3 separate regions of the Zea mays genome follow, and all the other regions are linked to region 2. Evidence: chromatin contacts called from public Hi-C data. All regions are on one chromosome and are shown on one strand. Each heading gives the region's core, a stretch centred on a gene start, on an enhancer-like site or on the middle of the called end of the contact. The rest is flanking DNA. Distances are from core to core; before and after follow the strand shown. Region 1 holds the start of LOC100272664. Region 2 holds the start of LOC100384264 (Myosin heavy chain-related protein). Region 3 holds the start of LOC103646378 (E3 ubiquitin-protein ligase ATL6).

The links. Hi-C and Micro-C count contacts between places; a contact is called where the count stands out from the background.
Region 1: a contact with region 2 is called in a Hi-C map of tassel, with 4 times the contacts expected there. The contact joins the promoter of LOC100272664 here to the promoter of LOC100384264 in region 2. A contact is called at or near these places in 8 of 25 Hi-C or Micro-C datasets (bundle sheath, endosperm, leaf and 3 more) and 2 of 3 datasets of contacts at active chromatin or transcription factors (leaf and seedling).
Region 3: a Hi-C map of endosperm shows a contact between it and region 2, with 2.5 times the contacts expected there. The contact joins the promoter of LOC103646378 here to the promoter of LOC100384264 in region 2. A contact is called at or near these places in 5 of 25 Hi-C or Micro-C datasets (bundle sheath, ear, endosperm and 2 more).

What each region holds. Positions count from the first base shown.
Region 1 is chr2:45,988,287-45,993,244 of Zm-B73-REFERENCE-NAM-5.0, forward strand. LOC100272664 reads right to left here and starts at 3,379. Exons shown (of 5, transcript NM_001359666.1): 1 at 3,116-3,379; 2 at 2,883-2,969; 3 at 2,726-2,793; 4 at 2,412-2,605; 5 at 1,851-2,153. The coding sequence starts at 3,315. The coding sequence ends at 2,058. It overlaps LOC110117500, which reads right to left. Exons shown (of 5, transcript NM_001147836.1): 5 at 4,793-4,958. The coding sequence ends at 4,939.
Region 2 is chr2:45,836,156-45,841,084 of Zm-B73-REFERENCE-NAM-5.0, forward strand. It overlaps LOC100384264 (Myosin heavy chain-related protein), which reads left to right and starts at 2,400. Exons shown (of 2, transcript NM_001176829.1): 1 at 2,400-2,632; 2 at 2,799-4,337. The coding sequence starts at 2,411. The coding sequence ends at 4,238.
Region 3 is chr2:46,063,300-46,068,332 of Zm-B73-REFERENCE-NAM-5.0, forward strand. LOC103646378 (E3 ubiquitin-protein ligase ATL6) reads right to left here and starts at 1,916. Exons shown (of 2, transcript XM_020548284.3): 1 at 1,632-1,916; 2 at 34-1,551. The coding sequence starts at 1,464. The coding sequence ends at 298. It overlaps LOC100276555, which reads right to left and starts at 4,659. Exons shown (of 2, transcript NM_001374063.1): 1 at 4,300-4,659; 2 at 2,226-3,318. The coding sequence starts at 4,620. The coding sequence ends at 2,368.

The DNA.
Region 1 (4,958 bases), core at 2,129-4,628, 150 kb after region 2:
GAGCTCTATTTGAGTTGTGAACTCGTCGGGTTGTGTTGTGAGCTCTTGTTGCGACTTGTGTGCGTGTTGTCGCTCTGATTTTGTGTCTTGTGTGCGTTGCTCATCCCTCCCTTACTCCGTGCTTCTTTGTGAACATCAAAGTGTAAGGGCGAGAGACTCCAAGTTGTGGAGATTCCTCGCGAGCGGGATATAGTAAAGCAAAGCAAAACATCGTGGTATTCAAGTGGGTCTTTGGACCGCTTGAGAGGGGTTGATTGCAACCCTCGTCCGTTGGGACGCCACAACGTGGAGTAGGCAAGTTTTGTACTTGGCCGAACCACGGGATAAACCACTGTGTCTATCTGTGTTGATCCTCTTGTGGTTGTTGTGTTTTGCAAGAACTCCTCTCTAGCCACTTGGCCTTATTGTGCTAACGCTTAATCAAGTTTTTGTGGCTTTAAGTTTAAGTTTTTACAGGATCACCTATTCACCCCCCTTCTAGGTGCTCTCAACTATCAAGCATGATATAGTTGATAACCAGTGTAGCAATCTATACTTATACAATAATTCTTGGTACTTTGGTGCGACCAAGCGTGGCTATAGGGATGATGATATGTAACAGGTAGTGGTCTTAAGTATGTCTGTTGTCTATGTCATGGCAACGGTATGCTTGTTAGACAGACTATAACATCGTACATCATATGTAATGTGATGTATGGGAGACTTATCCAAATTGTCAACACATATTGCCATCCAGAGTAGACTTTGAGCATAGTGTCGTCCCTTTGGGGTCATCCTTCCATTGGAACATTGGCCAATTATATTCTTTAGTATATATGTTGATGCCTTAGAGATCCGAGGGGCCAATAGGAGCCTTAGACGACCAAGAGAAGATTTAGGTTGTTCGTTTCAAATTAAAGTCACTTGTTTGGACTGCTGTAACTGCAATCCATAGAGATAAAAACACTATAGAAATAATAAAAGTCGGTACGAATTAAAGCCAATCGAATATACCGTTAAACGAATGCCCCCCAAAATATAGGGCGTCATAGGACACCTAATGCATAGATTTTATGTCATTCTAATGTATAATGATGGTTGGAATTGTCTTACAATTTTAGGGATATGAGATCAAGCCTTCTAACATAGTAGGCTACTATAGCTAAAGGCCTAAAGCCAAGGTAGGTCCTTAGGCTCGGGACCACGAGTACAATAATAGGTGTGTTGTGTCGGACTAGGCCGTCCGATTGATCATCTATCCCAATTCTCTCTGTCTTTAAAATAACCGCAATGTTAAATTCAGACATATGTTTTACTCATGTCGTTAGGAGAATTTCTTCCTCTGATTATCATACAAGTTTTTAGGATGCCTCCAACACTACCAGAATTTGAGCCTTTGTCAAGTGTCAGGAGCTTTACCGAGTGCTTTTGTCGGACACTCGGCAAAGAAGCCTTTGTCGAGAGCCGCACTCGGCAAAGTCCTGCTCCCGGTAACGAGCTCGTTTACCGAGTGTAGGACTCTCGGCACAGAAATACGCTCGGCAAAGACTTCTTTGCCGAGTGCAGAACACTCGGCGAAGGTGGCGCTCGGCAAAGGGCCGTCAGCGGCCATCTAAAACTGACGGTCGTTAACCTTTGCCGAGGGCCGAGCGTTGACACTCGGCAAAGACGTCTTTACCGAGTGCCTTTTTTTGGCACTCGGCAAAGAATATTTTTATTTTTTTTATTTTGCCAACTAAATTTTTTATGCTATGTTTCTACACTATATAGACCTACATGTACCGTTTTGGGGACAATTATAACAGTGTTTTCTATAGCTGGTAGATTTAGTTCGTTTATTCCGGTAGTGCAACAACTTATTCATGACATCTCTCATCTTATCTCATCTCTTATTTCGAACTTCTCTCTTAGTACAATCTACAATATAAAAGAGTGTTTTACACCATCATATGCCTCATCTCCTGTTTGTACGTAGGAAGCCATGGCACGAGATAAACATGAGACGAAACGAGACGCGTCCTGTTGCTTCCCTTTCCGTCCGAGCAATGTTTGCGCTCCTTTCAATTCACCGACTGCTGTCATCCTTTTTGGTTCATTCTCCGCGATTTATCCTTGGCAACCTTGCCGATTATAGGATCGACAATCGAATCCACATCTTTCTTTATCTCGTCGACCTGCTCATGGTAAGCGAGCACAACAACAGTTATCCTCTTTATGTTTGTATGTGTAATAAAGATGAGACGTTTTCTACGGTTCAGGGCCATCCATTATTTAGATAGATCATAGATCTAATAAGGCTGGTTATAGAGCCATCCACTTCTTTACGGTCAGATCTCATGAAGATGCTGTCAGTCAGTCTCAGCATCCAAAATATTATATTAGCAACTACTACTGGCAATAATAGACTAGCTTGCGTACGTAACTAAACCAACCTTCTCGATCAGGGCCTCAGCCTTGTCGGCGTCTTCCTCGACCACGTGCATGACCTTCTTGATCCTGGAGGCTGCTTCCTTGATGCTCTCGTTGCCGGGGAACTCGTCGGCGACCTCGCCGGCGACCTTCTCCGTCGCCTCCGCCACCTTGTCGATCACCTCGATCGCCACCTCCGCCGTCTTCTCTATCTTGTCTGTCATGCGCGCACCGCGATCAAAAACATGACGGCACGCGCTATGTGCTGTACTGTAGTAGGAAATGGTCTCGCGAACCGATGAATACGCGATCCATCGATCGATCGATATCTGTTTACCTTCTAAAGCTCTGAACCTCCTGTACATGGGCACTGCAAATATGACGGCGCCAGCCACCCACTTGACCCTGATCGAGGAGCGAGAAGAAAAAATCCATCGATCAGATACATTCAGAAACAAGCAACGACGCAAGTGTCAGCTGTGTTCTTCGCTCACCACGGAGGAATCTTGGGCACCGGGAGGTTGTTCCCTCCTGACGGCGACGGATTCGCTGCAGGGACCGAACGACCGACTGCAGGAACCCTGAACCAGAACAACAAGTGAAACTTTGCACACAAAGCCGGCAAGCCGCTGTGCGGATGCAAGCTGAAGGCTGCTACTGAGGTCTGGAAAAGACTTGCTTGGATCTGTACACGAGGAGCTCTGTAGGAAAGGGAGGCGTTTTTTACCGTGTAGTGGTAATTCCTTTGATGGGCAAGGCATTGTTCGTGCCTGAAGAACTCATCGCCAAGCCATTAAGGCTTCGCTGGTGTTGAGACGACGACGCACAGGCCACTGCATTCCCGTGGCGACGCCGACGATGAGGAATCGCAGGGGTGTGCAGCGCCAAGCCCGTGGAGGTAACAGAAGCAGGACCGAGCGCGGCCATGTGGTTTGTTGATGAACAAGGGCTGAAGATTGGGGGGACGAGGACGACTAAGCTTGTGTTGCTGTCTTCTTCTATGTAGCCGATGCCGATGCCGTGCCGTGCCGTGAGACCTCTCTCTTTAAAAAACAGAAATAAGAAAAAAAATATGAAAAACTGTCAGATCTATCTCTGTGAGCCAACTAGCAGTATGCTGAAGGAGAACGTGGTCAGTCGTCAGATGTGTCCATTTGTACAGAAAAAGAGCACGAGGCAATAGAGATAAGCACGCGGGAACTAGAACCGGTGGCGCTAGTACAATAAAAGCTCTCGCTGCCAACAAAAAAAACACGGGCTCTTGTATTGTATTCTTGCATATGTTTTTAAAGCTTAATTGCGATTTCTCTCTCATTTTTTTTAACTTTGTTATTTTGCTAACGGTGATATTTCATCTAGGAAGTCTAGTTTTCCCATATGATTTTGCCCCTGTTTTTATAGTGTTCTATGAATTTAACATCTGTTTTGACATCAAATATATGAACAACAATTCATAAGAACTTCTACTGGAAAAATTATAAGTAGTTCAAATTTAAGTAAAGTTTAGCAAGCCGAACAGGGTTATTCATCAACCATGAGGACTACTTTGGAAACTTTAAATATCCTTTGGGATTTGAGAGAATTGAGTTGGAAATGAACTAATTTCCTCTCCAATCCCCTTCGATTTCGAAGGTGACTTGAGTTTTCTAATTAGCCCTGAGAGGCTTTCTCCTCGGGCTTTTTTTTTGTGTTGCCATTATTATGGATGGATAACCCGAGATGATATTTAGACGCGCCATGTTGCTTCCGTATTTTCCTCTATTTTTCTTTATGAGCATCTACTATAGTTTAGCACCCTGAAATAAAACTTAGGAAGTCGCTAAAATAATTTGAAGTAAAAATATTTATGCTTTAATAATTCTATATTTATTGGTTGCTAATTTTTTAAGTTGTCTGTCAACAAAAAATATAGATGTTAGCTTTCGTTCTGTTTTTAATTAAACTAGGATAGAAATCAGTATCAACAACATTCTCCGATATCTTTGAAGGTTGGAGTTGTCCGAAAACAAAGACGGTTGCGACGACAGCACATGAGATGCTCAGACGCTGCCTCGATATAAGAGGTTGTTTAATGGTGACGGCAGACTATCTTTAGCAGCTTATCTATACCTATATTCAAATTTCACTTTGCGAACAGTGAAGTATATAATGCAGAACAATGCAAAACAATGCTTATGGATAAACTTTGGATGATCTGCTGGAGTTAGTCTGACGCTGGAGGTAGAATTATGGTTAATAGGATGGTAGGATGACGTGAAACAGAGGTTGAAGTTTGCTTTTTACGATGGACTTAGCATTTAGGGAGTCTCAACTTTGTTGATATATGTAGGGAAGGAATTGAGTTTTATAAGAAGTAAGTAAATTTAAGAACATGTATTATATAACTGTTAGAGAATAGCTTTTTCTCGAAAACTTCTTAGATTTATATTTAGTGATTTGTTTACATGCGGTAGGTATTTTCTTCCGGTTACCACCGCGGCACCGCTTAACCAATCTTTATACCTTCAATAATCTACATCATGTCATTGCCTCCTCCTTGGTTCCTTCTCTCTAGGTTTCTTTATCCTTGA
Region 2 (4,929 bases), core at 1,150-3,649:
TAAGTAGAATCTAGAAAAGAAACATCTGAGGTAAGTTTTACCTGTGTTTTTTTAAAGAAGGGACACTCATCGAAAATACTCCACCGTCTTAATTTATAATTCGTTTGACTTTTGTGGGGAAGATTGATCGGATTGTCTTATTCAATTTTTAAGAAAAAATAAATATTTCAAACACATATTTAAAGTATATTATATGTTAAACGATACCAGAAGAACATAACAATAATAATGAAAAACTTAATAAGACGAGTCAATAAAACTTGATATAAAAAAGTCAAACGGGTTATAATTTAAAACAGAGGGAGTAGGATCTTTAGCTTAGTGAAAAGACTTCTCATTACTTAATTAGGTTTTTCTTACGAGAGGTCAACTATTTTAATTTTAACTAAATATATATTATTTTTAACTTTAACTAAATATATAAAATATCAAAAATTATGGTACATAGTTAATATTACTATATAGATCTTTTAATCTATTTTTAGAATACATTTATTCAAAGATACAAATTACTAATATTTTATATTTCATGTTACAAAAAAATCGTAGCATGAAAACCGAGGAAGAAGATAGTGTTAACTGTCTAAGGTTGTCTCCAGTGGATATGGTAAAATTCTAAACGCCAGGCCGTCTCGAAGTATTTTGGGCCCAGTACAAACCATGAAAATAGACCATATAATCTATAGTGCATAGAGATAAAATTAACCTAAACTATGCCCTTTCATATTTGATCTATTATCATATCCTTGTCCTCTTGTTTTATCTATTCCAAAGCTAAGATTCTTCGGTTTATTTTGCAAAACATCAAATATTTTTTTTGCTATGTTACCAGAAAACTCAAAAAAATTAGGCTCCAAAAATTTGGGAGCCCCGTATCGTCGGTCCACTTTGCGTTGGGCAATTGACAGGACTAATAAAAACGCACTATATAATATTATTTATAGAATAAAGTTTGAATTAGAAGATAAAATAGAGCATAAGTATATAATACTATTTATAGGATGAAGTTTGAATTAAAAGATAAAATAGAGTATAAGATAAGAAATTTATCGGAGATATGCTAAATAGGACGGCCTTCAAGTCCGATAGGCTAAACAGGATGGCCTTCAAGTCCGAGCAGGCCATCCTCCTACAGCCAACCAAGTCGACCACAGTCCACAGGTGCCCATCCTCTAGAAACTCGGTTTAGCCGATTTTTTCGTTAGCTAGGCAACCGATTTAGGCCATATTCGGTTCTACCCAATCCATATTGATTGAGGGGGATTGATGGGGTTTCAATCCCTAGTAAGTCAAAAGCTCCTCCAATTCGTATCAATCCCCTCCAATTTATATGGATTGCAAATAACCGAAAAAACCCTTATATTGTAAATTGGTTTTGATCTATTTTAACGTGGGGACGTCTTAGATTTACATTTTAGTGGTATAAGGTCATCTTCTATATACATGATAGGGTTATAGTCAACTGAGATCTCAACTTCCCATCACCACTATCTAAAATACTATACTCCTCGTCAAGGGTAAGGAGTTCTTGTAACGCTGAAAAAATATTTATGAAACTACCAGCAGAAGCGTCGTCATCTGATTGACTGGTTCAAGAGAAAGGTCCGTGTATACTAACGACGCGCTGAAAAAGAAAAAACTTAGACCTGCCTACCCCATTCAACGATCAACCGCTCTCACGTGGTCATCACGTGGCCGCAGCTTCAACAGAATTTTCCCGCAGCCCGCGCCCCACCAAACGGCGGCACGCAGAAGGGAGGGAGGCCCTCCCGCGCCGGCGCGACAGACGGCCACCCCCAGCTCCAGCTCCAGCTCCAGCCCCCGCCCCCGTGCCCGATCAAAGAATACCGGGCAAAACCACCGCCGTTGACCCCATGTCACACGCCGTGTCCGCTATCCAGTGTCCACGCCTGCCGCCCGCCAGGCTCCAAACGCACCCGCCTTTTGCGGGCCCTCGCCCGCGACGACGCACACAATACATACATGTAAACCGGACTCCGTTTGTTTTTTAATATATATACGTATCTGAGGCGAAATATTTCGTCTTTCCTATAAAAATAAACCGATTGTAAAATCTAAAATCCTTGCATTCCAAAAAGCCCTGCCCACGGCGTGGCTTCACCTTCGCCCTGCGCGGCTGCGCCCCTGCCCTTCCACGACGACGACCACGACCACAGCAGTACAGCACCCCCGAGTCCCCGACCCCGTCCTCGGCGGTGGCCCGCCAGGCCTTCTTCTTTTACGTTCCCCTCTGACACGGGTTTCTTTTCCTGGCCTCGGAGTCCGCGCCGGCCGCCTCGTGCCCGACCCGAGGTGAGAATTCACTCGCCCGCCCACGCACCTTCCTTGGCTATAGATCCTTCTTCCCCGGCTGATCTCTCCGTTGCCACTCCCTGTGACAGTGGCCTCCATGTGCGTTCTTTTATTGTTTGACTATTTAGTCCGGCGATACGGTTTCCTCAACTGGGATCCGCCATCCACCTCGCAGATCGGATCTCCTTCGAGGCCGGGCTCAGGCCTCAGGGGTGCCGCCACCGCCTCGTCCGTCTCCAGGGACCGCGAGCTGTCCCCTCGCCTCCAGCGCAGCCGCTCATCCGCCGGCGGCGGCTCCAAGGCGTCCCTGTCCCCGGAGGTACTGCACACCACCGCCTTTTGTTGCCATCTCCCACGCTACGTTACGCACGAAGCCGAACGCCTTTGGAACGGAGTCAAGACCGATCAGGGGCGCCGGTATATATTAAGGACATTACAGTTTGTTTTTTTCTAACGGCGGCGGCTCTTGGTTTCCTGTTCGGCAGAGGCGGCGCGGCGTGGGCGCGATGCAGCAGCGGGTGGCGCAGCTGGAGGAGGAGCTCCGGAGGGAGCGGGAGGAGAAGGCCCGGACCGTGAGGGACCTCGAGGACCTGAGGCGGGACGGCGGCGCCAAGGGTGTCGCGGACAAGGTGCACCTTCTGGAGCGGGAGGTGAGCAAGTCCAAGCAGTCGGAGCGCAAGATGCTGGAGTCGCTGATATACCAGACCAAGCAGCTGGAGCAGACCAAGATATCGCTCGAGGAGGCCAAGCTGGAGATGGCCACGCTGCAGCAGCAGGCGAGCAAGAGCCTCGCGTCAGCCCGGCGCGGCGGCGTGCTGGAGCAGAGGAGCGTCAGGGACCTCATGTTCGGCGGCGCGGACGAGGAGATCATGGTCCTGCGCGCGGAGCTCCGGGCGGCGGTGCAGGGCGAGGAGAGGAGCCGCAAGGCGCTGGACGACCTCTCCGCCGCGCTCTCGGACGTGACCGCGGAGGCCAGGCAGGTCAAGGCCTGGCTCTCCGAGGCGCAGGCCGAGCTGGAGGCCGCCAACGCCGAGGCCGGGCGGCTGCGCGCGGCGCTGCGCGGCGCGTCCGACGAGCGCGACCGCTACAGGCTCGAGGCCGACGAGTGCGCGGCGGCCTGGGGCGACAAGGAGCGCGTGCTCCTCGACTGCGTGCGCGCGTCCGAGGGCGACGCGAGCCGGGCGCGGCAGGAGAACACCAGGCTGGTGGAGTCGCAGCGCGTCGTCCGCGACGAGAACGCGCGCCTGCGGGACATCCTCAAGCAGGCCGTGGCCGAGGCCAGCGCCGCCAGGGACTCGCTGGAGCTCGCCAGGGCCGAGAACGCGCGCCTCAGCGCCGCCGTCGCCGACAAGGACGGCGCGCTGCAGAGCCTCCGCCAGGAGTACGAGTGCGTCAGGGTCAGCGAGGCCGCGGCGCAGGGTAGCCTCAGGGAGCTCAACAGCCTCCTCGCCGCCACCACAACGACGGCGTGCAACACGCCCGCGTCGTCCGCCAAGACCGCCCCCGCGCCGGGCTACGGCCTCGATCAGCGCCTTCCGAATGGCAGCAGCAAGAAGGGAACGCCGCGGTCGGCGTCGCAGCGGTGGATGCCTGACAAGCCACGGACGCCGAGCAGCCGGCGGACGTACTCGATCGGCGAGCCGGGTAAGCTGACGACTGGCTTCTCGCGGTCCGCGCGGATGGGGAACCTGAACCCCAGGGATCGGGTGTTCGCGTCCCTGAGCAACATCGCCGACCTCAAGTCCGCGGCGGACGCGGCGACGGAGGACTTGGACGACGAGTTCGACCACATCGACGAGAGCCACTACGTTGACACGGAGGACTCCACGAAGCACAAGAAGAGCCTGATATTCCGCAGATTCGGTGATTTTTTCAGGAGGAAAAGCCTCTATAAGCCGAATTCAGCGCCAGTACACACACTCTAAAAATCTTTTCTTTTTTTCTCCGCCCCATGGATACACGCTTGTAGTTCCGTTGTGTTCTTGTTCATCTGAATACACGAGAAATGAAAAGGTTGTTGAATCAGATCTGCTCCTTTCTCGTGTTGAAACTTCGATCGTTTCCAGGACATAGGGCATGACGTGTATTGAAATCTGATTATCTGAAGCCTGAAGGTGACGATGTAGTAAAGATTGGAAGAAGGTGCAGCTTTGTATACGTTTCAGTGTGGCCTTTTTTTTTGACATTTAAAACATCTAGAACCAAAACGGAAGGTCAACTTTTGCTACGGCGGCCATTCTGTCAGGTGCTGATGTTAATTAGGGCGGCATATTCTCCGTCACGCACTGAAGGCGTTTGCTCGGAACCTTCATTGTAACCATAAGCCCTTCGCCTAGCACATCTGGCTATCAGTATCACCACTGAGAAGGGGGAGCAAAGAGGCCAGGCTTTTCCGGTGTTCCTCCATGCCTCGTTTGATCGGGCAAGCAGATGATCATCGTCTAGGACCAATGTTTTCCTTAGAATTCCATGGAAACAAGCTTCCTTCTTTAACCATTTCCACAGCTGCAAACGGCGCTGGTGCTCGCTTCTGCCTGAACAATGATCGAGCAAATCACGGCGCTCTTGGCTCCTGGCGTAAACAATCAAGCTTCGTGCCTTCCGTGCTGCAGCGCG
Region 3 (5,033 bases), core at 666-3,165, 230 kb after region 2:
ATACTGATGAGGGTTTAACTAAAGAACGGCAGGGAGACCAAAGTGAGTTCTTCTCTTATCGTCAGTAATCATCAATCCCACAAAATCAAAATCTACGGACCAGACGAATCAATCTTTGCAGAAAGGTACTAGAATAAAAGCTAGATAGATAAATAAAGTGTCGCGAAAATCTGGCAGCTATATATCACGAAATGCTCCTAACAATAAACAAATACAGCAAAAGAAAAAAGAAAAGAAAAGGCACAGCTCGTCAAACTTTACGGGGCCGCAGCATGCCAGTTCCAGCCGCGGCCTCGATCACGGCCGGCCCGTCGGCGGCGGCGACGCCACGCCCTTCCAGCTTGACTCACCGCCGTCCCTCCCCCTCCTCGTGGACCCGTCCCAGCCTCTCCGCACCGAGCCGTCGCCGCCGCCTCGCGCCCAGGAGACCGTCCTGGCCAGGAACGATTGCCACCGGCGCCCGCCGTGGCTGCTCCCCCCGCCGTTGCCAAAGCTTCCTGCTCCTGCTACGCCCCTTCCGCCTCGGGAGCTCCCCTCGGAACTCATGTCCGAGAGGTTGAGCAGGCTGGTGGCGTGGCGCAGGCGGCGAGACCGGAGCACCTGCTCCCGCACGTGCTCCGGCAGCCGCAGCGTGAACCTCTCGTGGTCGCCTTCCTCCGCGGCGGCGGCGGCCGCCGCCGCCGCGAACAGCGAGTGCCCCGTCGAGTGCGACCGCGGCATCCTGGCGGCGCGCCGCGCGCTGCGCAGCGTCTCCAGCTCGACGGCCTCCTCCTTCCTGTCGTCCTCGCAGCTGCTGCTGCCCCCCTCCGATCCGTCGTCCGACACCGGTATCGCCACGGCCTCCGGCGGCGGCGAAGGCTGGCGCGGCGCTAGCCGCGGCGAAGGCGACGGGGGCGCCACCGCCGGCGCCGGCGCCGGCTTCTCGAGGTTCGCGCGGCAGAGCGGGCACGTGACCCGCGACTGCAGCCAGGGGTCGATGCACTCCGGGTGGAACGCGTGGGAGCAGTGCGGCAGCAGGCGGAGGTCGTCGTCGTCCTCGAACGCCGTCAGGCACACCGCGCACTCCAGCACGCCCTTGCCGATCTTGTGCTCCACGACCTCCCTGTACGACACAATCGGGAACGTGGCGACGACCGCGGGGTCCAGCCCGCGCTTCCCCCTCCTGGACGGGCCCCCGCCCCCGCCGCCGGCTGCCGCTGCCGCTGCCGCTGCCGCCGCCGCCGCCCCGGGGTCCGCTAGGCGGCACTGGTTGATGTACGCGCAGACGAAGAGCAAGAAGAAGAAGACGCTGATGGCCACCGTGATGAAGGTCGACATGGTGCGGCCGAACTGCGTCTGTTGCGGCGGCGCAGAAGGCGTCTGCCGAGGCGGCGGCGCCGGCGCCGACTGCGCCTGCGCGTCCACGACGACGGCCATGCCGGCGCCGAGGAGGCAGAACACGAGGAGCAGCTGCCGCGTCTCCATCGCTCCTCGCGAAGCACGCACGCAGAGGCACAGATTTGGGGAAACGGCACCACTTCTGCCGCCGGTCTGTCTGCTGTGGAGCGAATCCTGCTTTGACGGCACGAGAAAGTGAGAAACCGATTGGTGTTGCTAGCTAGACGCGCGCTGGTGGTGCTGCGGATGCCTACATCCCACGTCGTGACTCGTGAGTTGGGCGAAATACTTGCTTGCCCCTCTCTCTTTCTTGCCGATCCCAGACCCGCCTAGTTCAGTTCCTGCATCTGGGTGGATCTTTGACGCAGGGTTGGCACGTTTTACATCTGCGCGAGCGCGACTGTGCCGAAGGAGCGGCGGATGGCAGGCAGGCGTGTGCCGAGTGTTTGACACCGGGCCGGGACCGGGAGTATTCTGAGGTTTCGGGGGCTATCAAAGCAGCCGTGGATGGAATGGAAGGTGGTGGTAGGCAACGCATGAAAGGACTCGAAATACTTGAAAAAACTCCTGTGGCTTGCGACCGGTATCTTTATTCCACGCACAATCATGAAACAACAACTCGCAACGTCACCATCTTCGTGGCGAGAATGTGGAGCATAGGACAAACAGTATGCAACAGCATCGTTTCCGCCAGCTCGTAGCCGCTGTACCTGTCGTCTTTACAATAGCTGCAGCCTGCAGGGTAGTTAGGGCCAGGAAGAAGACGAAGGTCACAAGAACGCGCGCACCGATGGCCGTACACAGTTTCTCAGTGTGCTTCGTCATGCCACGAGCCTGGCACTATGTACGTACGTAACCCACTAACCAGACATGATCACATCAATCATGTCAGAGAATAACGTAACGTGCAGAGTGCTTGGGCTGTCCATTGTTTATTCCTTCACACAAGACAACAACAACAAAAAGAACAGACTCGAAACCAACCCGTAATCACTCGACCACTGCCGCCCTGCTGCTGCTGCTGCTAGTCAGTATACAACGCTTCTGCAGCATCAGCTCCCGAAACCTACCCGCGGCGTCGGCGAGACCGGCGCGCAGGAGGGCGTCCAGCAGCCGGTTGCAGGCGGAGACGTCGAACTCGGGGGCCTTAGAGCGCTGCCACTGGTCGACGACCTCCCCGGCATCCTCCAGCCGCCCGCACGCCAGGTAGGACGAGACCACGCAGACGTAGTTCCGGCTCGTCATGCGCTGCTGCTGCTGCGACTGCGACTGCGAGGTCGCCACCATGGACCTCCAGATGTCCCTTATCCTCTCTGGCCTGCCGAGGCCGGCGTGCAAGATGACGAGGAAGTCGTAGGTGATCCATTCCCTCTGGCTGATCCTCGCCTCCCCGGCCTCCACCGGCGGCGAATTCACAGAGCCCAGAAGCTGGCCCGCGTCGACGTACACGGACGCGAGGTCCCGGTACAGCGCCCACCCTCCTTCTGTGGACGACTTCGGGTCTCTGGACATCTCGTCGAGGACTGCTCTGAAGCCCTCGAGATCCATGGACGCCGCGGCCGCGCTGGCACGGAGGTTGTACGTGAACAGGTCCGGAGAGACGTTCTGCCGTTTCAGCTCCTCTGCGACGGCCTCCACTTTACCGAGCTCCCCCACGGAGATGTACAGGGTCATCATCTCGTTGTAGACCAGGGCGTCCATAGGCAGGCTCGCGTCTTTCATCCTCTCGAACAGCCTTTCGGCTCTGTCCGTCATCTTCGACCGGCCATAGGAGTGCAGAAGTGCTGTGTAGGCTTCTAGCGATTTGGCTCCCGGTGGGAGCTTCTCAAAGAAATCTTCCGCGGCACTGGCACCGAAGACCTTGGTAATCAAGTCGATGCGCATTCCGTAGTCGTTCTCTGATAGATCAGACTCGTGATGTGTCTTCATCCAGTCTGCTACCTGTAAAATATGCAGTTAATAGTTAGTTGATACAGCGATCTGTATTTTTTTTCTCCCTAGAAGGGGAAAGGTGTAAACCACCATCGACAAAATGTAATATTGCTAGGGTATGGTGGGTATCAGCATAAGCAACCAAACAAAATAAGAGGAAAGGAATATATGCTATAAGCTTTGCCAACGTAAAAGTCTGGCCGATGACATCCTTCAGGGTTAGCGATAGTTCTCATACAGGATTATCCGATCTCAATGACACAAGACCATTTCGCAAAGGAATGTAAAGGTAAGATGGCTCATCATGTTGTAAAAATATAGAAACGCAATAGCTAGTATCAGTTAGCATTAAAATGGCAACAAAAGGAATACTTGAGACAAATTCAATTGATGAGATGTTGGTTACTAATTATAAGATCATAGCTGCAACCTTCGCCATCATGCCAGTCTTCATGAGCATCTTCATAGGCACCCTCATCAATAAGGAACAAAGTTACAGCACATGAATACAGCTTACTAACCCACAGCAAAATCTAGTTAGAAAAGCTCGGCCTGTTGATGAAACCAGAAGCATCAGCAGCGGCACTGTAAAGAGCCAACCGAACCATCTTAATTATTCAGGTAGATAAACCTACAACGCGTGCACATCACAAATTCTTTTGTACAGATTTTATTCAGAGGGTCTCATATCATAGCCGGCTAGGTTTTGGACACAGCAGTGATGCAAAGTTTTTGCCTGTCATGGGAGGAGCATTATTTGGAACTTTTCCATTTATGTTTTTCTATTGTTTTGGCCTTGCCGTTGGTCTTGGTAGCTATTGCTAGTTGCCTAGTTTTGTACAAAAAATTATCCATTTCCACAACAAAAAAAGAACACATTAGATCAAAGTTCATTGCGCAGCACAGACAATGAATTCAACCCCGCATTCACGAGGCCTATGGCAGGAGGAGCAATAATAACAAGGGACAAGGATTCTGCCGGTGCCGAACCTCAAGGGCGTGCTTGTAGCGACGGACGCGGGTGAGGTCGCGCGCGATGCGGCGGAGCTCCGCCGTGGGTGCGTCGCGTCCCTCACTGGACCACTTCTCGAGTGCCGCCGTCGCGCTCCGCTTCGCCAGGCCCAGTCGGAAGATGCGGCTGCGCAGGTCGTCCCCATCGTGCTCGCCCGTAGCCGCGACCACGCGATCGCCCACGGCGGTCGACGCGGCTTCAGATGAGAAGGTCCCGTGCCCCGCGAGAACAGAGCGGAGGTGGAAGCCGGAGACGGATCGCTTGGAGCGGCCGCCGGCTCGGGTAAGCACCGCCGCCATCTCGTTACCCTGTGCGGCTGTAACCCCGTTCGAGCGAGCGAACCGTGCCGGCAGCGAGGTGCGCAGTGTTACTGTCTTGCAGGGCCGAACCGTTGTATGGGCTGAGCCGTGCTTTACAAATTTGGTGAGACTGGGCCCCCAAAATTGGCCTGTATGACTATTTTCAGCGGCTGTCTTATAGCAATTATAAATAAATAATTTAAAAATAACTTTTGTTCTCAGCTAAACATCTTCAACGAACCTATTCCGCTAAGAGCTAGTTTGGGAACACTAATTTCTCATAGGATTTTCATTTTCCTCCCTTGGGAAAATGAAAATCCCATGGGAAATTAGTGTTCCCAAACTAGCCCTAAATGTAAACTATTTTCGTGGTAAAAGCTTATTTCCAATGGTTCTTCTGTCTCTACTTATTT